Regions from separate parts of the Mus musculus genome. Here all the other regions are linked to region 1. Evidence: chromatin contacts called from public HiChIP or PLAC-seq and promoter capture Hi-C data. All regions are on one chromosome and are shown on one strand. Each heading gives the region's core, a stretch centred on a gene start, on an enhancer-like site or on the middle of the called end of the contact. The rest is flanking DNA. Distances are from core to core; before and after follow the strand shown. Region 1 holds the start of Arl6ip1 (ADP-ribosylation factor-like 6 interacting protein 1). Region 2 holds the start of Lyrm1 (LYR motif containing 1). Region 3 overlaps Pik3c2a (phosphatidylinositol-4-phosphate 3-kinase catalytic subunit type 2 alpha). Region 4 holds the start of Pik3c2a (phosphatidylinositol-4-phosphate 3-kinase catalytic subunit type 2 alpha). Region 5 holds the start of Nucb2 (nucleobindin 2). Region 6 has its middle 16 kb from the start of Gm39074.

The links. Promoter capture Hi-C pulls out the DNA fragments that hold promoters and counts their contacts. HiChIP or PLAC-seq counts read pairs in DNA pulled down with a chosen protein or histone mark.
Region 2: a contact with region 1 is called in a promoter capture Hi-C map of pre-B cells, with 3 times the contacts expected there. The contact joins the promoter of Lyrm1 here to the promoter of Arl6ip1 in region 1. A contact is called at or near these places in 2 of 39 promoter capture datasets (liver and pre-B cells).
Region 3: a contact with region 1 is called in a promoter capture Hi-C map of liver, with 5 times the contacts expected there. The contact joins the enhancer-like site here to the promoter of Arl6ip1 in region 1. A contact is called at or near these places in 9 of 39 promoter capture datasets (the 3T3-L1 cell line, the C10 cell line, cranial neural crest and 5 more), 7 of 115 datasets of contacts at active chromatin or transcription factors (the 230-238 cell line, astrocytes, bone marrow-derived macrophages and 4 more) and 1 of 9 other capture datasets (adipose tissue).
Region 4: a contact with region 1 is called in a promoter capture Hi-C map of hippocampal neurons, with 6 times the contacts expected there. The contact joins the promoter of Pik3c2a here to the promoter of Arl6ip1 in region 1. A contact is called at or near these places in 9 of 39 promoter capture datasets (the 3T3-L1 cell line, 3T3-L1-derived adipocytes, the C10 cell line and 6 more), 3 of 484 Hi-C or Micro-C datasets (B cells, CD4 T cells and uterus), 3 of 115 datasets of contacts at active chromatin or transcription factors (astrocytes, embryonic limb bud and epiblast stem cells) and 1 of 9 other capture datasets (liver).
Region 5: a promoter capture Hi-C map of pre-B cells shows a contact between it and region 1, with 13 times the contacts expected there. The contact joins the promoter of Nucb2 here to the promoter of Arl6ip1 in region 1. A contact is called at or near these places in 9 of 39 promoter capture datasets (the C10 cell line, cranial neural crest, frontonasal cranial neural crest and 6 more), 1 of 484 Hi-C or Micro-C datasets (pre-B cells), 5 of 115 datasets of contacts at active chromatin or transcription factors (epiblast stem cells, forebrain, large pre-B cells and 2 more) and 1 of 9 other capture datasets (liver).
Region 6: an H3K4me3 HiChIP or PLAC-seq map of embryonic midbrain shows a contact between it and region 1, with 11 times the contacts expected there. The contact joins the enhancer-like site here to the promoter of Arl6ip1 in region 1. A contact is called at or near these places in 5 of 39 promoter capture datasets (cranial neural crest, frontonasal cranial neural crest, hippocampal neurons and 2 more) and 6 of 115 datasets of contacts at active chromatin or transcription factors (the 230-238 cell line, embryonic forebrain, embryonic hindbrain and 3 more).

Annotation. Positions count from the first base shown.
Region 1 is chr7:118,127,674-118,131,269 of GRCm38.p6, forward strand. Arl6ip1 (ADP-ribosylation factor-like 6 interacting protein 1) reads right to left here and starts at 1,952. Exons shown (of 6, transcript NM_019419.2): 1 at 1,796-1,952. The coding sequence starts at 1,831.
Region 2 is chr7:119,894,133-119,897,728 of GRCm38.p6, forward strand. It overlaps Lyrm1 (LYR motif containing 1), which reads left to right and starts at 1,729. Exons shown (of 4, transcript NM_001285959.1): 1 at 1,729-1,758. It overlaps Dcun1d3 (DCN1, defective in cullin neddylation 1, domain containing 3 (S. cerevisiae)), which reads right to left and starts at 1,613. Exons shown (of 3, transcript NM_001163703.1): 1 at 1,426-1,613.
Region 3 is chr7:116,407,775-116,411,370 of GRCm38.p6, forward strand. All of the region lies in intron 2 of Pik3c2a (phosphatidylinositol-4-phosphate 3-kinase catalytic subunit type 2 alpha), which reads right to left. Among named protein-coding and RNA genes, the nearest start is that of Gm40453, 25 kb to the right of the region's middle. Within about 2 kb of position 1,852, at least 71 of the 459 cell types and tissues checked have an H3K27ac peak or open chromatin away from gene starts, as enhancers often do. A contact at or near this core is called in adipose tissue, bone marrow-derived macrophages, liver and 1 more, where this site is marked.
Region 4 is chr7:116,441,619-116,445,214 of GRCm38.p6, forward strand. It overlaps Pik3c2a (phosphatidylinositol-4-phosphate 3-kinase catalytic subunit type 2 alpha), which reads right to left and starts at 1,840. Exons shown (of 33, transcript NM_011083.2): 1 at 1,686-1,840.
Region 5 is chr7:116,502,522-116,506,117 of GRCm38.p6, forward strand. It overlaps Nucb2 (nucleobindin 2), which reads left to right and starts at 1,848. Exons shown (of 14, transcript NM_001130479.2): 1 at 1,848-1,963.
Region 6 is chr7:116,699,638-116,703,233 of GRCm38.p6, forward strand. No RefSeq gene overlaps it. Among named protein-coding and RNA genes, the nearest start is that of Gm39074, 16 kb to the right of the region's middle. Within about 2 kb of position 1,979, at least 26 of the 459 cell types and tissues checked have an H3K27ac peak or open chromatin away from gene starts, as enhancers often do. A contact at or near this core is called in the 230-238 cell line, where this site is marked.

The sequences.
Region 1 (3,596 bases), core at 702-3,201:
GGCCGTTTTATTGATTGAAGTCCTTCTAAATCCATCAGGAGAACCTTTCCCTTAACACTAAGTACATAAATCTCTAAAATAGCTTTGTATAATGGAATGACTCTGATGTTGGCAGTCACTGTGGAATTAAAGAAAACTCTTTCAACCAAACTATGTGAGCTCAGCACTTAATGGCTCCTCATCATTAATGATAGAATTTCAATTAAATCTCAAAATTTTTCTGCATATGTGACAACTAGCCAAAAGCACACCTTTACCATGGGCTACTGTGACCTGAACCTATCAGGGACTTTGGTAACGGAAGGTATTTAGAACCTGTTTGTGCAGAACTCTGGATTCAACATCCAGGAACTACATACACACAATGCCCAACTGACACTATCAACTCTTCACAAAGGAATATGCAAATATAGAACAGTTCAGGCTAATTTTAATAAAGATGAGATATGTGACTAAGTACTTTTGACATCTCCCCATACTAGAAATCCTAAACATTTTACATGTTATACTTCAATTGACGCTCCAAAAAAACTGGAAAAGGTATTCTCACAACCTCTACTTTAAGATAAGGCGACTGAGACATAAAGGGGTTAATATATTTAAATCCAGGAAATCCAAGACTAATGGACTTGCTCTCCTTAAAATGATGGAAATAGTAGTGATCAGGCCCTCTCCCATGATAGTTTCCTTGTACAGCAATTAATCCTCTTATTGAATTGTTTGCTGGTATTGTGTAGGAGGAGTTTAAGGGTACAGGGTAAGCATCTCTATTGTATGGTACTGTGTGTGTGTGTGTGTGTGTGTGTGTGTGTGTAGGGAATTTAAGGATACAGGGAATGCACCTCTAAACACAAATACAAACTGAAAATCTTGCACTAATCAAAACTGTCCCGAAGAATCTTGTCGGCACTTAGCAGTTAAAAAGGCAGGCATTAAAAGCTGATTGCTTTTTTCATTTCTGATATGGCCTGCCTTTTCTGGGGAATGACAATACAGAAAAAAAAAAAAAAAGATCTTTCGTTCTTGCCTAGGTGGGTGATGCAGTTAAAAATTTGAAACTAGCAGGGCCTGGTGATGCGCAACTGTAATCCCAGCACAGGAGGATGACAAATACAAGGCTAGCCTCGTCAAGCTACACGAAAACCTAGCCTTAAAAACCAAAAACAAAGACCTAACCAAAAACAAAGACCTGTAATGAAGCAAACGCGCCCTCTTCTAATACCATCATCTCGTGTAGCTCCGTCAAATCCGTGCTAAATCATTTTTAAAGTTGCATCCAGTCCCGTGAGTCCCTCGCCAGTTCCCAGACAAGTGCCAGGATCCCCCACTGTCCTTTCCGCAGAACCCGTTTTCAGCTTCCTGCGGTGAACTCCAACCAGCCAGCTCCAACAAATTCTGTGTCAGCGATAAACTAATTCTCTGTAGCAGCCCTTTGACCCTCCACCCTTGCGCCAAGTTTTAGGAGAAAAAGAATCATGATTAAAAATAATCTACGGAACATGAGATTAAGATCAAAGGGCAAAACAGGTAGGTCTCCGGCCTGAGCCGGAGCGCTAGACAAGGCCCCTGGCGGCCGAGTGCCCCAACCTGTTACCCAGGTTCCTTCTTGCCACAGCCCCCTTCTCACACTTCCTCACGCACGGCCCAAGCCTTATGGTGCAGGATTCCGGGGGACGTTGGGGATCGCCAGCAGCGACCTCCACCGTGGAGATAAGGCCTGGCTGTCCCTGGTAGTCCACCGAGGCCAGGAGGCCCATCCGGAAACTCCGGGGACAGACTGACCACCGCAACTCACCAGCAGGTTGCTGCTGCGGTTATCCCCCTCCGCCATCGTTCCAGACTCGCGGTTATCAACGAGCGAACACACACTATCCCCCCAACACCAGCAAGGCAACCCGAGCGCGGGGGAACGCCCCGCAGTCTGCTTATATAGGCTAGCTGCCTTTCCCGACAGCCCTCGCGAAACTCGCTCCTCATTGGGTAGACCGCACTCCGGCTTCTGGGAAGTCGGGCCAACCGGCAGCTAGCGCATGACTTGAAATCCAGGTCAAAGGAGAGCGAAACTGAAAGACTCTGACCAATCAGAGTGCAGGGGTGTGGCCCTCGAGAGGCGGAGCGGAAGGAAGCGGTTCAACCGCCGTACCTAGTCTCTCACCCAGATCTTCCTAAATCCTGGGGCCTCTCTAGTCCCTAGCTCTTCTGCTGGAAATCAAAACCGCTCAGGCGCCTGTCCGCTCAGCTGCGCAGGGGATGCGCAATGGCATCCTATGCGGAGGCTGGAAGGGCAAGGACGCTTTAGGTTGCTGTGGCACCTGCTGACTGAAGTATTGGCTGCCCCAAGTGAGCGCTGTCTGTGCCTTCTCCCCAGCTCTGGCCTTTGGAGAACATGGAAGATGCACAAACTCTTAAAGGGCTTCATTTGCAGCCAGTTTTTGGGGGAATCATTTGCGGGGTGCTTCACTTGATAATCTATGAGTACTTCAGGTAGCTAGGGGAGCGCTTCATTCGGAGGGATGGATGAGTAGAGGAGCAATTCGGATGTTGGAGGGCTTCAGACTGATAGATTAATGGATGTATGGGGAAGCCAGGCTAAATACGACCTTCAACTAATTTTAAATTATTTTTAAAAACACTTCGTTCCTTAATTCCCAGGTTCTTTAAAGGCCTTGGAGGTTAAAGAGAAATGTGAGAGATCACATAGTGCTCCTAAATATGCCTGGTCCCTTCCTGGCCTATGGTGGCTCTGTCAAAGGGGCATACAATTTGTCATAGAACTTGTGGAAAGTACTAGAAGGTACAGACAACAGTTTTGACCAGGAAGGACGCTCATTGTGTGTGGGCGGGGCGGGGGGGGGATATTATGACTTCGGTTGATACAGAAATCATGTCAAAAATTGTAAAGCCTGGAATTCCCTCCTTCTCCTCAGTATTGAGAACAAAAGGACCCAAACAGCTGCTACCAAGCAATGAGGTGCCCATCTTGGTGGTACCAGGAGCAGTCACTTTGCTAAGAGAGGGCAGAGTAATAAGTTTTTCCTTGGCAACTTGGCTACTGCCCCAGAAAGCTTAGTTTAGTCGGTGTTCCCAAAGTAAAATTTAAGTTTAGGCCAGTCCCAGGTCCCAATCCAGCTCTCACTAACCTTCCAAATGGCTCAGAGGTTACAAACACCTCTTTTTCTACCACAAAGTGACCTTTTGAAATGTGTCAGAAGATGAAGCTCGTAACACAAATCTTCCTCAGAACTTTGGCACTGCAAATGAAGAAGATCTTTGCAAATACTCTTCTTCTTTCAGAGCTTTCACTCACAATTAAGGCTCTGCAGTTTTGTTTTAAATATTGCTAAAATTAAGCTTCATGCATTTTCTGTGTAATCCTGGCTGTCCTGAAACTTGCTTTATAAACCAGATTCGCCTAGAAATTCCACCTATCCTTGCCTCCCCTGGGATTGAAGGTGTCGATTCTTATCTAAGAACTTTCCTACTGAAATAATTAACTCGCTGTTCAAAAGGGAGTAAAACATTTTTTAAGAAATTTTTTTAATTTGGAGAGATAATATGAAAAAAAAAAGCCACAAAACTATTGCAAAACAAACTTT
Region 2 (3,596 bases), core at 479-2,978, 1.8 Mb after region 1:
CATAAAGTTTCTTAAAAGACAGTTCCATAATTAACAGAGAATTTCTTCTTTTAAAATGTATCAACACCAAAACAAGATTCATTAACACTTCACTCTGGAATCTCTGACAGCCTAGAAGAGGCACTACTTACTCATGATGGGGTGTTTGTTTGTTTGTTTGTTTTTTAAACAATATGAGAGAGTTCTTTCCAATCAGTCTTTCTTTTTTTTCAGACATTTCTATACCCATTATGCACTGTGTTTTGCTAAAAGCATAAGCACATATCACACTGTCTCTTCTACGACCACCTATACACAAGGCATCGGCTAAATAAGATAAAAAAATCAAGCTGATTGTAAGACATACAAATCGAGACAGGCATAAAAGAGCTATTGTCCAACTGTAGAAACAAAAACAGTAATATAGGGTTTTCTGTTCTCTGAAGTGCATCATGAAGTGTGGGTGGAGAGAAACACAGAAATCCAGAATTAGCCTAACATCAAATCATTTTTGGAAAGAGTTGACAACATGTAAATTCCTCACATATAAAGTATTTAGAGCGAGAGACCTTGATTCCTGGGCTATGAAGCCACTTATGATGCCTTGGAAGAGCTCTGGAATTCTAGTATTCATAAAAGAAAATGTTCATTATAATCGGGAGCCAGGCGGCGTTGTGAGGTACTCCCCAATGTGACACAGACCATAACTGAAGTACTACAAAGCTTGCAGTTAGGAGCTGGGATAGAGGCTGAACACCAAATTCAAAAGAGGTAGCTGAGGTACTAAGTGCCACAAAGGGGAGAGGGTGTCCACGACTGCCACTTAACCACAGAGAATTAAAGTATGAAACAGAGGTGTGTATGAGGGGAGATAAGAGATGGGGATGGAAAAAACAATACATTTGTCATCCCGTCCCACTTCCTAAACAGGATATAGGCAAACCCTCCAGCCCCATTACCTCAGGCACAGATGGTTATCGTTTATAGCAAAGGTGCACTGAAAGGCCTTCAGGTCTGAGCCCCTTAATTCCAGAGCTGTTAACGATTACAGAAAAGGATGGGGGTGGGGAGAAAAATCAGGGAGGGAGCTGCAGATTCACCCACCACCTCCCCCTTGGGCTCCTACCTCACGGCTCTTACCCTGGACTTTCAGCTCAGAGTCTGCAGACCCTCCCCGGGGATCTACAGCCCCAGGTCCCCAGGCCCGGGATTGAGGGGTGCTGGCGATGGACAGGCAGGGACAGTAGGTAAGTTTTCGGAGCCTTGCGCTTGACAAGCCACAGGCTCCCCTCACAGCCTCTTCTTCCAGAGGGACCAGTCCAGACAAGGCGCTGATATGCACTCCTCCCTTTCCACCACCACCCCCTTTCTCGAAGGAACCGAACCCCCGCCCCTTCATCTCTCAACGCTCCCCCCTTTTCCTCAACTCCCCCCCTCCAAACTCACAGCTGCTCCAGAGGTTCCTCCAGTCAAACCCTTTCTGGAAACGACGGCGGCCCGGCGGGTCCAAACTACCTACCATCCCCGCTTGCGTTTCCAGGCTCCCTACCCCCGCCGCCGCCGCCTTTTCTGCCACCGCGGCCGCCGCCTCCTCCTCATCTGCAGCCCACCGGCGGCGGCCGCCCCGAAGCCCCGCCCCCTCCATTGCCTCCTGCATCATCACTTCCGGTAACCCCGCCGGCCGCTGGCTCGAGGAGGGAGAGAATGGGAGAGGGGCGGGGACAGGAACGAGGAGGGTGACGTCACGACGTACGCGAGGACGTCCGAAGCCGTCTCCAAGTAAGGGCAAGGCGGGGAGCGGCGGAGGGTGGGCTAGGAGCTGGGCCAGGCCATTTTCTGACTAGAAATGGGGCAAGGGGATAACGAAAGGGTGAAAGGGAAGGCTGGAGGAGAGGGAGGTTAGCTCAGTTGTTGAGTGCGGCGGGGAGTCGGCTAAATCTGGAAGTTTCAGGAGGTTTGAGACGACCTCTAACCTGGGCCTCATGCTAACACAGCGGTCCGCCCGGTGGTTTGGCCCGGCCTGGCCTACTGGACCTGCTGGATACAGCCCGGTGTGGCCAAGGCTCGGCAGAGCTCCTGGCACCGCCTCTTCCCAGCCGGCTCCTGTGGGTGGGGAAAAGCAGGAGTGACGCTGAGTGAGTGTAAGGATGGAGACGCCGGCTCCAGTCGCGGGGGACTGGGGAAAGGGGTTGGCTTCCCAGGGCCAGGGATGAGATGCCGGTGTGGGGTTGCTAGGAGACGCGCCTGTATGACCCCAGCCTCGCGAGGGCGACTGGTGTCATCGCTGCTGGCCTCGGGAGACCTGCCTAAGGGAACTGGCACGTGGGAGAGATCCTGCCTGGGACCCTTCAGACTTTTCGATTATAAATGGAAGGCGACGGGGCAGTTGTAGGAGGCTGGAGAGGTGCTGGCCTTGAGAAAGGCCACCCAAACGATCCCGGATGTAGGAATCAGACTTCAGGTGATGATGAAGGCTAGTTTCATTACTAAGATGAGCAAATGACAAAATGAAGGAAGTCTTGTTTCTGAACTTTTCATTAATAAGTAAATGAATGCAGAGAATAGCAGCTGCCCCAGAAGCTGAATGGTGTGGTGAGAAGGCCTCTTCCAGGTTTAAGAGGAAAAGAGAATGGGAGAAGGAACTGCCTTGTGGGTAACATTTTAAACAAAAGGCAGACGAGAAAGAAGTCTTGGAGTTGCAGAAATAGCAAGGTTTTGGCCTTTGTATTACTTCCCTGAAGTGTAATGAATGACCAAACCTTAATTTACATTTAAAAAAATTGCTGCTGGATAAAAGAAGGTAGTTAAAGGGCTGTTGCTAAGGCCATGAGAGATGACAGTGGTGGAAACATGGAAATTAAGAGAATTGATTCATAATGTATTTGGGAGCTTGAGCATTCCAGACTGAATGCTGAACTGGATACGAAATGTATGGGAGAATGTGAAACCAAAGATGTTTCTCTAGAGAAAACAGTTTGGGAAGGAATCTCCTATGCTCTCTGGAACGTATGTCCAGAGTCATTTTACAGCCCATGAAGATGTCCAGAAATGAGACGGACAAGCTGGAAGACAAGTCATGGTTGGAGATAATAAATGTGGGGTTTATTCCTAGACCCTGGAATAGGTAGTAGATGAGAAAGAGCCCCAAATTCTTTAGATCTCACATTTAGAGACCACCAAGAAGGGTACAAGCCAGTAGGAAGCTCAATAAGAACACCTCAAAAATAAGGAGTCCCCCTTAATATCGTTAAACAATAGTATCCACCCTCACAATCAGTGAGAGTCACCTTTTGAGGGCCTCAAATCTCTTCCTGCTCTCCCAGCTGTCAAAGCTTTTGGACTTGGTGTACAAGAATGTGTGTGCACTCCTGATTTCCTTGATAAATGTTGGTTTACATGAGCCCATTGGGATCTATTTTGTCATATCTTCGTAGGAACACCTTATACGATACCAGCCCTGGAATTCTTGTTTGGTTTGTTGTGTGATTGTGCATGTTTTCTTTCTCATGTGTTATAGACCGAGCTAGCCTCAAACTCAAGAGATCCACCTGTCTCTGCCTCCCTGTCTGGAGGGCTGGAATTAAAAGGTGTGCACGACCACACCCATCTCAGCCTTG
Region 3 (3,596 bases), core at 602-3,101, 1.7 Mb before region 1:
GGCCCTTAGAAGAAATGGGATATATTTTAGAACAAAAATCTATCAGTATATTCTCTGATTTAAAAAAAAAAAAATGTCAAGAATACTGCATGGGTTGGGACCAGTGGCACACACCTTTAATCGCAGTACTCTTAGCACTTTACAGAGACAGAAGCAGGTAGAGCTCTGTGAGTTCAAGGCAATCATGGTCTATACAAAAAGTTCCTGGCCAGTCAGGATTACATAGAGAAACCCTGACTCAAAACAACAAAAGAATATTAAAAGGGAAGCCATACCTAGTGGCCCACACCTATAATCTTAGCATTGGATATAAGACTACTGAGACTACAGCAGGAGGATTCTACAAGTCAGCCCAGGGTATATAATTAGGAAACCACCCAGCATTGGCTACAGAGTGAAACCTTGTCTTGGAAAAAAATATATTTATATACTGTATGGGAAAACTACATGCCAATACAAGTTTTAAAGTTCCTCATACATTACTCAGAAATTAAATGGGATAAAAGCAATTCTGAAAAAAAAAACCTATAGCAAATGCATTCTAAATATATTACTTTTCAGAACTAAATGCATTGCTTCCTATACAATAAGAATATTTTGAATCTTTCTTCTTTAAAATTAATGAGGGAAAAGGAGGGGTAAGGTAAGAAATGGCTGAAAATAGCATGCTTATAATCCCGGCATTTGGGAGGTAGAGGGAGGAAGTCAGGAGTTAAGGTCTAGCAGCTGTACGATGAGTTCAAGGGTACATGAGACCTTGCCTCAAAGAAATAAAATGAAATTGATGTTGGACATTCTGCCAATAATATATAAAGTTAGGCTGCTAATAAACTTTTAGAAACATCAAGTGACACACTTATAAAACCACATTGTTGTTTCTAAAATAGAATGTTGCTATACTACAGTACAGGCTAACCCCAAATTCACTATATAATCTAGGCTGGCCTCAGACACTGCCTTGATCTTCTTAGTGTTCCAAGTACTGGGATTTGTATTTATTTTAACTATTATCATTTTTATTTTAAGTACATGTATTTTCTACCTGCATACTTATTAATGCCTGGTGCCTGAGGAGGCCAGAAGAGGGAATCAAATGCCCTGGAACTGGAATGTCTTAGTTAAAAGTTTTATTGCTGTGAAGAGACACCATGACCACAGCAACTCTTATAAAGGAAAACATTTAACTGAGGCTAGCTTACAGTTTCAGAGGTTTAGTCTATTATAATCATGATGGGAAACACGGTGGTGAACAGGCAAACAAAGGTGCTAGAGAAGGAGCTGAGAGTTTATATCTTGATCTACAGGTAGCAGGAGACTGTGCCACACTGGGCATAGGTTGAGCATATGGAGACCTCAAAGCCCACCTCTATAGTGACACACTTCCTCCAACAAGACCACAATTCCTAACAGTGCCACTGCCTATGACCAAGTATTCAAAACATTTCTGTTACAGATAGCTGTCAGTTACCACATGGATGCTGGGAACCAAACCAGGTCCTCTGAAGGACAATAAATGCTCTTAACCATGGAGCCATCTCTCTAGCCTCAAATATTTTAATTATGTGCTATCATATCCAACTTTCAAAACCACTTTTATGAATGCCATCTAATCTCTCCTCTAAAATATCTGAAATCTGTTCAAATTAACTAAAACAGTTATTGACCACCACATCTGATTTAAGCTTAAAGTACCAAAACAGCTTTTTAAAGCTGTTCCTTTCCTGGTTTTGATCTCACACAAAAACTGCACTTAAGTATTTAGATTATTATTAACCAAACAAAAGACACTAAGAGGAAGCAGGAAGTAGGCCTGCTGAGTAAGGAGAAAAATATCCGTTAGAGTGGGGTTTTTAACACACAGAATTTCTAACAGGAAATGAACACATAAGTACATGCAGTAATTATAGAGAATAGGTATTTGCAATGCTGTTTCCCAACAGAAAGCATAAGCTTCAGGGAAATACTTGTGAGTAGGCTGAGACTGAGCAGTATGTGAGCACATGAAAGACCCACTCCAATGTTTTCCAAAACCTGCCCATAATTGGTGCTCTCTTTACCTTTTTTTTTTTTTTAACCTTTTGGGTTACATAACCAAACTTTCTTATTATAATACATATGTATGATGTCAGTATGTGTGTGTGTGTGTGTGTGTGTGCGTGCGCGTGCACACGTGTGCACATGAATGTCACTGTGCATGTGTGGAGGTCAGAGGACAACACTGTGGGGTCAGTTCTCTCTTTCCATCTCTACACAGGTTCTGGGGATTGAATTCACAGTGTACAAGTAAAATCAGCATAAGATTTCACAAACTTTATGAGATCTTGGTATCTAGAAAAGATTGGGGGCTGGAGAGATGGCTCAGCAGTTAAGAGCACTGACTGTTCTTCCAGAGGTCCTGGAGTTCAATTCCTAGCAACCACAACCACATGGTGACTCAAAACCATTTGTAATGGAATCCAATACCCTCTTCTGGTGTGTCTGAAGACACTGAATATGTACTCACATTTCTAAAATATATAAATCTTAAAAGAAAAAAAAAAGAGTGAGGCTAGCCTGAACTACATATCAAGTCCCTATCTCAAAAACATTAGTAAGGGATAGGTAAGATAACTTAGAAGGTAACGGTGCTTACTGCCAAGTCTAACCACCTGAGTTAGATACATGGGATTCATATAGAAGGAGAATGGACTCCTGCAGAAACTCATGCACATTTACATATACACAAATAGTAAATTAAAATTTAAAACTTTTTAGGAACTAGGCTTGAAACTTTGATATGAAAATCTTTTTTGTACATCAAACTTAGATTGAATGCTTCTAATAATTATGTTTGCAACCTGTATCACTATTATGAAATAGCTATAGATTCCTTGTAGATAATTAGATTATTAAACTTTCCTATTTGAATTTTCTTCCCCATCTGAACTTGTTATACTTTTATGGATACTGAGATGTAAAACTAAGTTACTATACTAGTCTCTTAATTTACATGGAAAAAAGGTAGAATCTGCTTGATTTGGGCATTTTCTATAAAATATAACTTTCAGCAGCAAACACTTGTCTTAACACAAATCTCGCACTGTTTTATTACCCTAACATACACAAAGGAAAACTTAAAATATTTAATAGGATTGAAAATTTGTTATACTACTATTTCATTGCTTTACAAGAACACCATACCTTTCCAGAGATCCTATTCTATGCATTAGTTTGAAAATACACATTCAAAATACAAAACCTCCTAAGGAATGCAGCTCAGTAGCATGCACAATGCACTGTCTTCAATCCCTAGCACAAGCACAACTACCACCACCACCACCACAACAATACACACACACACACACACACACCCTACAAAAAAGCTAGCATCCTCTTTTAAATGGCAACTTTCGAAACTTTATATTATATACATATGTAATATTATATATTATGTTATTTTAAATAAAGGGATCTCATAAATATCTAGTATGACTAGTTCATAAGTTAAGAAATGTGATCAAGGCCAGGCATGGTATTGCGAGTCTGTTAATCCCAGTCTTGGGGAAGCAGAGAGAGGAGGATCAAGTACCATGCCATCCTAGCCTATATAGCATTAG
Region 4 (3,596 bases), core at 590-3,089, 1.7 Mb before region 1:
GAGCTCTTAGAAACAGCCTGTCTTTAGGTAGAAATGCACTGAATGTGCCGAACTTATTACATTCCAAACAATATGCCAGATTTACTCTTGGGCACAGAAATGTACATAGCAACATAAAACTGAATGGAAAATTTGGAGCTCTAAATAGATGCAACAAAGAATTATACACTTACACAGCTAATTACAGAAAGTTGTTTCTAAAATCCTGAAAGCAAACAAGTCAACCTTTATGCTCTATAAAAATGAAAAAAGATTGAGACCACTAAAGTATAATGTTTGCAAGTTAGACTGCAAGCAACATGCACACCAATCATAACCCAGCTTTGCTTCCTTTATTATTATTATCATTTTTAGAGACAGTGTCTCACTAGGTAGACTAGGCGGACCTTAAATGTGACTCTCCTACCAGAGCTCTGCAGTGCAGACAAGCATTGCAATTATAGGGTGCACCACCATGCCCAAGACAACGGAGGTTTTTACAAGACAAACTGCTTTCAATATGAATTCCGCCAGCACCCATGGGAATCTGTGGAGGTGCTGTATTTATTATGTATCTATGTTAAAAATCACTTTGAAACTAAGTTTGAGTTAACAAATATCTCTCTCTCAGTTACAATGCTTTTCAGTATTCAAAACACTGAATGCCAAACTTGCAGGCAGTTTCAAAAACTTGAAAATTTCAACCAAGGCACTTCAGCGTGGTCTGTAACCTTGAATAACCAACTCCAATTACAGCAGAGCTACTTAACAGTTTCTCGTGGAGAAAGAACCATCAGGGAGGCAAGAGTACAAAGTCTTCCCTGGAACCAGTGTTCCAGGACCTCTGCGCAGCCTCTCTTCCCGAACACTACTTCACCAACCCCCTAAGAATAGCCTTTTATTTTCTGTCCTTGGCTTGAGATGTACCACATTCAGTGATCTCCCCCCCCCCCCGCCCCCCGCCCCGAAGGCAGTATTCTTCCTGACACCTACCTGGAAAGATTTAGGGATACTTTTTAAGAAGTAATCTTGTTCAAACAGGGATGCTTCCTTCGTGTCACTGAATTCAAACACCCACTGGCTAAAATAAAAATATACTAATTAGGACTTCACCTTCTATCAGGACAACACGGTGAAAGAACTACCGTATACACTCCCCTCCTCTTCAATTATTCCTTGTTCCTCAGTCACGCAGGAAGAGTTAAATATTCTTACTTTAATGCCCTAGCAGAAAGATGATGCACTAAATATACACAAATATCATTGCGTTCCCAAAGCAAGCAGTTTCTGGATTTTTGTTTTAAGGTAACGAGGTGAAGGGTCTCAGAAGAAAAAGAACCACCCGAGGCTCTAAAAACCGAGCTGGGAGAGGAGAAGGAAGAGGCCATAGCAGAAGTTCAACAGCCACTCTCCAGAACAGTCGGGACAGGAGCCTGGGACCGCCACCGCGGCTCCCTCGCTGTCCCGGGGGACCGTGGGGTGGCTTCCCCTCCCCCGCCCCCCGAGGGACAGCAGCGTCCGGCGGCCCGCGACAAAGGGGCCTGGCGCGGGGCGCTGGCGACCGTCGGGTGGGGGACGGGGCCCCGAGGAAGGAGTCAGAGAGGATGGAGTGACCAAGGGGCACGGCGGCCGGGTCCCTCCCCTCTGAGTCCCTCGGCGGCTGCGCAGAGCCAGGTCCCGCTCCGCACGCACCGGCAGCCCCTCACCTCACGCTGCGGGAGTCTTGGTCTTCACCGCAACCCGAGCCTTCGCGCCCTCCAAGGTCCGAGCCATGTTTTTCTCCCGCCTCAGCTGGCTCAGCCGGCCGCTGAGGAGAGCTTCGACTGACTCCGCGGCCAGCCGAGCTCTGCACGTCACTTCCGATGGTGCAAGCACCGCCCCCGTACTTGAGCGCCTTGCGATTGGCCGACGCGGATGGCCTACCTGAGATGGCGGGCGGGGCGCAGGCGGAGCCTGAAAGGCAGCAGCGGGGAGGTTGCGGGATGGAGTGTGGTTGCCCCGGGGAATGGGTGTCTTAGGCGCGGCCGGCCGGGGGCCTCTCGGGGAGGCTACCCCGGGACTCCTCCTGGCCGGCCTCGAGCTCCGAAGCGCCCTTTGTTCCCGGGCCCTGTCCCAGCACCGCGCGCCTCTGATCTCTGGCTTGCGGTTGCCTGGTTTGAGGTTTTGGCCCCAGGCCGCCCAGAGATTAGCTTGGTTTGGAAGACAGAAAAGAACAGTCAAGACGAAATCTTTCATTCCCTCCAGCGGTCGGCGAGCTCTCGCGGACGTTCAGGTGCTTCGAAGTTTGCATTAGCTCGTCGTGTGGGCCCTGGAAAGGGCTGGATGCGTGCGTGCGGCGTTCTCGCCTTGGTGTTTGCTGACAGCCCCGCCGCGGCCAGGTGGGCAAGGTTAGCCCGGTAATAACAGCGCTCGGCCAGACATCACACCCAGGCCCCATAGTAATCATACCTTTCTCGTGAGCGCGGACTGCAATTGGGCTTGTAAAGAGTTTAGCGCTCTGTTGTCTGATTCAAAACTGTGAAGCAGATGGGAGAATTATTCCCGTTTTACAGATTGCAAAAGACGACTGTCGGTAACTGTCGGAGGAGAGGAATGGCAACGTAAACTGGCAGAGTCTGCTTGGGTTTTGGGATTTCGAAGTGTATTCCCAGCATTTCCCCCTTTCCTTTAGTAAGGGAGGAGAGACCTCTGATCCTTTTGGTTTAAATAAACACGCTTGCACTTCTAGAGGCTGGATGAAGTTCTGCTTTAAGGGGAAGCGGGAGAAGGGGGCAGGGAAGGAGGGCAGGGAAGGGAATATGAGAATGTGGCATCTTCCTGTAGTCCAAGCTGAAGCTAAGACAGGAGATTACTCTAAAGCTCAGCAGTTCAGGACCTGTCTCCAAAAACAAACAAACAAACCTAGCTCAGTGGTAGTGCACCTAAGTAGGTTTAGTCTCCAGCACTAGCTGAAAGCAAAAGGAAAGGCTATTCTAGGGAGAAGTCTAGGAGCAACTTCTGGCTGTACCACCCTCCCTCCCAGCCCCTAGCTGTCTACTAGCCCCACCTCCACGCAAGCTTACACACCCCAGAAGAATGTCCCTTAGGAATCTGCTCAGCTCTACAGCATTGTTCTGCTTTATCTTCTCATCAAAGGAGGAATTTATACACTTGGCAGCTCTTCCTCAAGATTTAAAAGGGTGAGGAAAAGGAATTCTCTCAGGACTGGCTTCCTACCTTCTGCTGGAAAACAGAGTGTGCCTTTAGGAAAGAAAAGAAAACACTGAGTCTTATGGGAAGATAACTTGGTGTTCTCTCTCTCTCTCTCTCTCTCTCTCTCTCTCTCTCTCTCTCTCTCTCTCTCTCATCTCTCTGATCGAGAAAGGGAACTATCTTCTTTTGGTCCCTGGTAGCTTATGCCCTCCCTGGTTTGACTCAAACAAATCCTTGTTGAAATTCTGGCTTTCTCATTTATTGTGGCTTTTGTATGGCCCCACAGGTAGGAAGTGCAGTAGACTGAGAAGCTGAAGACTTAGGTAGCTTCCAATTGCAAATTGTTAGGTGTCAAGAAGCTGGGCTAGGAGCCCCCTCTCAGCCCCTCCTCTGCCTGGCAGTGGTGCCTGCCGATGGTTGTTAAA
Region 5 (3,596 bases), core at 598-3,097, 1.6 Mb before region 1:
ATTTGTCCTTGTGATAGGTTAATAGGTAATGGAAATGTTCAAGGCAGTTCCTGGCTTTAATAAGTTAATAGTCTAGTATCTTGTTTTTGTTTCATAAGGCAGGTTCTTACAGAGCTCAGGCTGGCCTGGAATTCCCGATTCTTTTGTTTCCATCTACCATATGCTAATCCTGAAGGCGTGGGGACCACCGTGCCTAGTGAGTCTAGCAATTCCCACAGTGCTGGGGTGGAATATCAACTCAAATATTACAGGATTACTAACGATTCTTAGGATGTAGGTAATATCTCTCAAGTTGAAATTTAGTGTGCCTATAACATAATCTTTTATCCTCTTCAAGTGTCATTACATTCAACTTGTTCATTTTTTTTTAAACATATGTCTCTGCTCTCAATCCCTCAGTGGAAGCAGAGCCACAAAACAAAAAATGGACAACATTCTAAAACACAAAAGGAGCTTAGCTTTGGGATATTATTCAAAGTAAGTGGACGAGAGGTGTGGATAAGAGTTAAAATCTAGAGGCTGAGGTTTTGGTTTAGTCACCATCCCAAGAATGGCCGAGTTAGTACAATGTGACTGACTCTTTTTTATAGACTGTAAGTGTGTGTGTGTGTGTGTGTGTGTGTGTGTGTGTGTGTGTGTGGCTGTTACTGACCCCATTTTATACACAAGGAAATGGAAGCATAGTGCTCTGATACCTTCTTTAGGATGGGTTAGAAAAGTTGAGTGTTGCAAGAGAGAAGTCTGATCTCTAATGGTGCACACAGCCATTAACCCACGTTGTGTCTTGCTAACAGTGGTTTCCATTGCAGTCTACCCTCCCCTGGATCTGTGGGTTCTTCGTTTGTAGATTCAACCAACTAGAGATAGAGAGAATGAGACAGAGAGCGAGCGAGCGAGAGTGCTAAGTGCCAGCATTCGTGTGTCTCTCTCTGCTTCCTGATACCTTGTGCCAGCTGCCTCAAGCTTCTTCTACTGCTGTACTGAAGCACACCCTTAAACTGTGAGCAAAACAAACAAGCAAAACCCCAAAACCAAACCAAACCAAACCAAACCAAACCAAACCAAACCAAACCAAACCAAACCCCTCTTCCTTCTTTAACTGCTTTTCTTAGTATTTTTCGTTGCAGCAAGGAGACCAGCCAGTCAGTACACAACCTAGGACCTTTTTCTTTGGGTTGAAAAACAAAACAAAACAAAACAAAACAAAACAAAACACCCTAAAAATCAGTCAGGTGCGAGTAACTGGCACTCACGCTTCAAAACCAGCTCCAAGGCTCTAAAGCTTTTCTACCCTCCAAGCACGTACAAAATGCCCCACGGTTAAAATGTTGTTAATGTTAAATGTGTTGAAGATGTCTTGACTCCACGGGGCAGAGAGAAGAAAAATCTGTATCTGAGAGGTAAATGCTATTAAGTCACAGGGACTCAGGGACCACGATAAGGAGGGTGGGGGTACGTTAAATACCAGTCTGAGTCCCTGCAGGAAAGAGGCTCTCCAAGACTCACAAGAGGGCTACCACTTTTTTCTCCACCACTGTGGGCGCTGCAGGCTCATGCCAGAGACCAAGAACCTGGCAAACCCTAAGATTTTGTGGGGGATCCCCGGGCATCACTTCACCCTACTAAGCCATGCACTAAGAGCTAGTCTAAGACAGCAAGGGAAGGAAGAGGCGCGGCTTCCTCACGCTTCGGAGAGCGCCACGTCCCTCTTGGCTAGTTCTTCCAGAAGCGCCTTCGCGTAGGCGCGTCCCTGGACCAGTTCACCAATAGGAGTCCTCCGCGATCCGGAGCTGGACCAATTAGCGGCTGTGGGGGGAGGAGGCAGTCACCATGGCAACCAGGAGGCGGGCACGCATTAGGCTGTGGATCAGAGCAAGGCGGAGGGCCGTGGGCAGGGAAAACTGGTGTGCTCGCGGCGGGCATCAGTCGGCTTAGCCTCGCGCGCCGGGACCCTGCAGAGAAGGTCAGTGGCGCGGAGCAGGGTGTAGATCCCAGCCTCGAGGAGGCTGGACGGGTCACAGAAGAGAGGGCGCAGGTCTGTTCTTGCCCTGCCCATGGTTGTGGGCATGGAGGGCCGAGTTCTGGGCGGGCAAGGTTGGGGAGGGTCTCCCAGCTGAAGCCGGAGGCGTCGGGTCCACTCCACCACTCTTCTAGCTACAGAGCGCTTGAGCTTTTCTTCCGGGTGGGTAGCACGAGCAGGCAGAGTAGGTGCTGGACCCAGACTGGGGCGGGGTACGTGGGCGAGGGGCTCGCCCACTGGTGAGGTCTCTGGACCTATCGATTCCCGGCTGATGCTCCGCGCCCCCCCGCCCCCCTCCAGTTGTGGAGCAAAGCTAGGCCCAGGAACACAGCTCTTCCCCGGGGTATGTGAAACCAGCATCTGCCACTAAGGAGAAAGTTCCTGCCAGCTGTAGTATCGTTTGCCCCAAAGTGACAAATTAGGTGAAAGAGGATACATTTTGATTTAGGGGGAAGAGAAAGATGTTACTTTCTTGTTGCACCTGCTGAATGTTACCTCCGTGGGCTGGTGTGGTTATTGTGGTTGATACAGACAGCAGTCTTACCAGACAGTTATTTTGCAAAATCAGAAAGGGGTGGAGGGGAAGAGAATGAAAATGAACAGGAACCCTTGTTCTGATAATTTATACCTTTTACACGGGTTAATGTACCTTTTACACAATTGAATGCCGAGTGCTATCATCTAAGTTTCTTATTTAAGAAACTGTGGATAAATAATATACATTTTATCCCCCTCCCCAATCATCCTGATTTTGACAAAAGGCAGGAAAGTGGTGACTCACACAATATCAGCTGTTAGGGGAGCCTGAGGCAGGAGGATACGGGGCTTAAATGAAAATATTTGTTATAGTGAGTTACAGTTAATTTTGGGATTTCCCTACAGGAAAGCTTAAAATGTTGAGATGATTGTCCCAAAGAATTGTCAAGAGGTGATAGTATTCTACCAGGCATTTGGACCAGGGAGCCTTTGGCTATTTAAATTGCTTCTTAAGGTCTTCCCTGGCTGGTTTTGTTAAGAAACTGGACTTGAGTAATGCTCAGATTATTTTATCTTAGAAATTGTATCAGGAGTTTTCCCTCACATAAGCTGTGTTATGGTTCTATAAAACTCAAATTCAACAAATAATGGTCCATGTTCCAACACATGTTCCTTGGTTAACACAATTAACAGGGTTGCACATTAAAATAATGGAAATTTAGGATTACAAATGAAATCTCAGATAGTATCACTCTAGTTATTAGGTGAGCACAGGACTCTCCATCATTAGGTTTGTCTGATGTGGGTCAAAAATTCATTTCCAAGAGCCATCTAGATGACTCGGTGGATAAAGGCGCCCGCAGCCAAGCCTGATCTCCCTCTGAGTTTGGTCCCAGTGACCCATAGGGTAGAAGGGGGCACCAGCTTCTGCAAGGTGTCCTTTAAAACATCCATAAATACATTGTAACAATTCCTCTCTGCCTCCTTGTGGGTTTACAGATGCTGTTCTTAGGCTATTTTCATTTACCCACTGCTCTGTGGTGGAGCCCCTGTCGCATTTACTCTCCTCTGTTCCCTAAGGTACTTACTGTTCATTTCA
Region 6 (3,596 bases), core at 729-3,228, 1.4 Mb before region 1:
GAACTGGGGATTGAACTCTGGTCACCAGGAACCTACATCTTACTGTCCCTGGTTTTAATACTTACTAATATGTACTTATGCTGTAACCTCTGGATTCCCCTGAGGCTGCCAATTTTACTTTCTACAGTGATGGCACCATTACATCCTCACCAGCAAAGTGTTGATAGTTTGGATTCCCAGTGTGGTCACCAACACACTTTTCTCTTCTTTATCTTCTCCATCCTGGTGTTAGATAAAGATATGTCTTTGCCAGCTGGACTCACCTTTCCTCCATAGCTTACGACATTGAGCATTACGACATTTTCCCATGCTTGTTGGTGATGCCTGTTACATGACTCTCCCTCTTGTGGGCTCTACATTTGGGGAAAGCAGAGATCAGACAGTCAATCTCTGTGGAGGAAGGTCTACATCCAGGAGGGCTTAAACTTTCCACTGGCCTTCTCGACAGAGTGTGAGTCCCTGTGAGTCTGGGCAGGAGGGACAGGAGTGTAGAGAGCCCAGGGAGAGAGTGTTGCAGGTTCAGGACAGAGATTGAGGACATCTGAATAGGAGCTGGACTCAGGCTATTGGGAGAACGGGGTGAAAAAGGCATGAAAGCCTCAGGCAATGAGATGTTCCATTTTAGTGTCAGAAGTGAGGAAGACCTCTGTTAGGAGAAAAAAAAAGATGGGGTCACAAGTATGTAAGCCAGAGCAGATCTTCTCCCACCTAAATATTGCACATCTATCTATTTTCACTTACATTGAGCATGTGCCACCACACGTGTGAAAGTTGGAGGATAGCTTATTGTGTCCAGTTCTCTGCTTCCATCCTGTGGGTCCCAGGGATTGATCTCAGATATGTTAGTCTTAGCAGCAAGCACCTTACCTGCTGATCCATCTCTTGTGCCCTAGACCATTCCTTTTTTGTCTTCATAGTTTGTCTGTAAGTCCAAAGAGCAATCCTTTGTTTGCATAGGGATAAAGGAAGTAGAGCTAGCCTCAATAGCTACTGACTTTGTGTCCAGTACATTACCTGTATTGTTATTTACATTGGGTTCATTCACTGTGACACAGTCCTATTTATCTTTATCTTGCTATTACTATCTTCCTACTTGCTCAACCTCGGGGGCTCATGCAAGGAACGGTGGGTTAACTGCCCCCCCATCCTTTTTCTCACCAGTTGCACCCCCACTGTAGGCCACATGTTGTAGATATTGCTTTTTGTTATTTCTGCCCTTCCAGTCCCTCGTGAGGGTCTGATCCCAAATGGCAGGCGCTTTTCCTCCCCTAAGCGACTTGTCTGACTGAGGACTCAGTCCGTTTATGGCCTAGGGAGGTGTGATGGGTAGCTTTAATTATTGACTCGATGCTGTACAGACTCACCCGGGGGAGAGAGTTTCATTGGGGGATTGACCTGCCAGCAGGTCTGTGAGGGATTCTCTTGATTGTTAGTTGAGGTGGGAAGACCTAGCTGGAATGTGGGACGCACCATTTCACCGGCCGGGCTTTTAACGGCATGAGAGCAGAACATGAGAGCAGAACGGCTGAGCGTGAGTAGGTAGGCAGCGTGGGCGGATTCGTTCCCTTCCGCTCTTGGCTTTGCATGCGTTCCTGCCCCGACTTTCCCTTAACGATGGACTATAGACTGGAATTGTGAGCCAAATAAGCCCTCCCTTCCAGCTAAGTTGCTTTTTGCTAGAATACCTTTTGTCACAGCAACAGATGCAAAGCCAAGAGTCAAGAGAATAGTGTTTTTTGTTTGCTTCATGTTCTATGCCAGCTTATACAGTTTTTCTTATTTAATCCTCTGTTCACCGAGTGAGGTTGGCATGGTAATCTTTGCTTTGCAAATAAAGAAAAAAAATGCCCAGCACTACCCAGCTACGGAAGTGACTTGGTCTGAACACAAATCCCATGAGTCCCTGGCAGTCTCTGGCCTCAACGGAGTCCTTCACAGATGGCCAGCTAGAGAGGAAACTTCGGCTGGTCTGAGAGAGCCTGCAGTGCCGCCCTCTGCTCCTAGATGGCGCTCAAGGCTCAGCTTCCAGGCCACACTAGGGGCTTCAGCCCTAAGGCTCTGTCTAAGACAAGCTGTGGAGTTTCTGCAACTATTTCAGGAAAGGAAGAAGCCTGTGTTGGAATCATTGTTCTGATTTTGTTTCCGTTTGCAAAGCCAGTCTTTCGTCTCTAAGCCTGCAGTTTATATGTAGCCATGCTAGACTGACAAGCTGAAGCCTGTGTGAGAGAGTGGGCAGACATCCCAAGTAGAAAATGAGGTAAATGGCGCTGTCTTCTGACCCTGTAATCAAAGTTGGCAAGACTTTGTAGATGTCAGCAGACCCTCCCCTGACCAGGGAAGAGAGACCTTTATCAGCAGAGGTGGGAAGAGCCTGTCATTTGGAGTCTGACCCCTTATTTTGTGGAGCTGGAGAGGAATGGCTGCATCACTGGACTCGGTTCGGGGGTTCCAGCGGGATTTTAAGCACCTTCTGCCTAGAGTGGGTGGGGTTAATGGGCACAGATGAGCGCAGCAGCTGGGCCCACAATGTGGGGAGGGACAGGAAGTTGGAGGTGCCTTTCTCTGTGGAGGCGGCAGTTACTCAGTCGCCTCCTTGGGGAGATGATGTATGGTCTAGATTTTAAAAAATCCTTAATGTTTACTTGATGTTAACTCCCAGTAAAAGAAAGTAAAAATGGTGTAGGTAAGGAATAAGAAAAGAAAAACATTAAGCAGAGTACAGGAGTCTTTGAGGGAAACTGAGGCGTCTTAGGTCAGTATCCCAGGAGGAAGGTAGACGGCAGCCAGACAAGGGCGTGCCAGCTTGGAAGGGTATTGGTAGCTAACTGGATGGATATTGGGCATAGCTGGCTCCACTTTTAGAGAAGTAGATGGGTGAGACCTGCCATTTTAAATTCCCATTTCCCCCTCAAAATCGTTCTAAGTGTGGGCATCTTCTTCCTGCTTTGTTGAGATTTGATCAACAATTCTGAGTCTCTCCAAGCCTACTTGTGATTTCTCTTTATTAAAAAAATAGATTTTATTTTTATTTATGTGTGTGTGTGTGTGTGTGTGTGTGTGTGTGTGTGTGTGTGGTTAATGTGAACCCGGGTGCAGTTCCCATGGAGACCAGAAGAGGGCATTAGATTCCCCCCTGGATCTGGAGTTACAGGCTTTTGTGAACAGGGTGCTGGGAAATCCGGTTCTCTGCAAGAGTAACAAAACACACCCACTTAGCCACTGAACTCTCTCTCTAGCCCCATTCTTCTGAGTGTTTTCTTTGCTTGGATCTCCAGAAAGCTTAGCACCTGGTTGGAGTCCAGATGCCTAAAACTTGGGCAGAGCCCAGTGCCCTTCAGGGCTGTATCTCTCTCCCCTTGCGCTTTCTTTTCCCTCGTATACATTTCCCTGGCTTTGTCTTTCGGTTACATTTTCTGGTTTGATTGTGCAGCACACACTGCTGGAGGGAGCCTGAACGTGAATGATTCAGGACAGCAGGGCTATGCTGGTTGCATGAGCTGGGTAGAGGGGCTTTGGTTGGAGACAGTGCTCCCTCTCCTCTGCCTACTCCCGTGTCCTGGAGGAGGAAGCAAGGGGTAAGGCAGCATCTGTTTTCT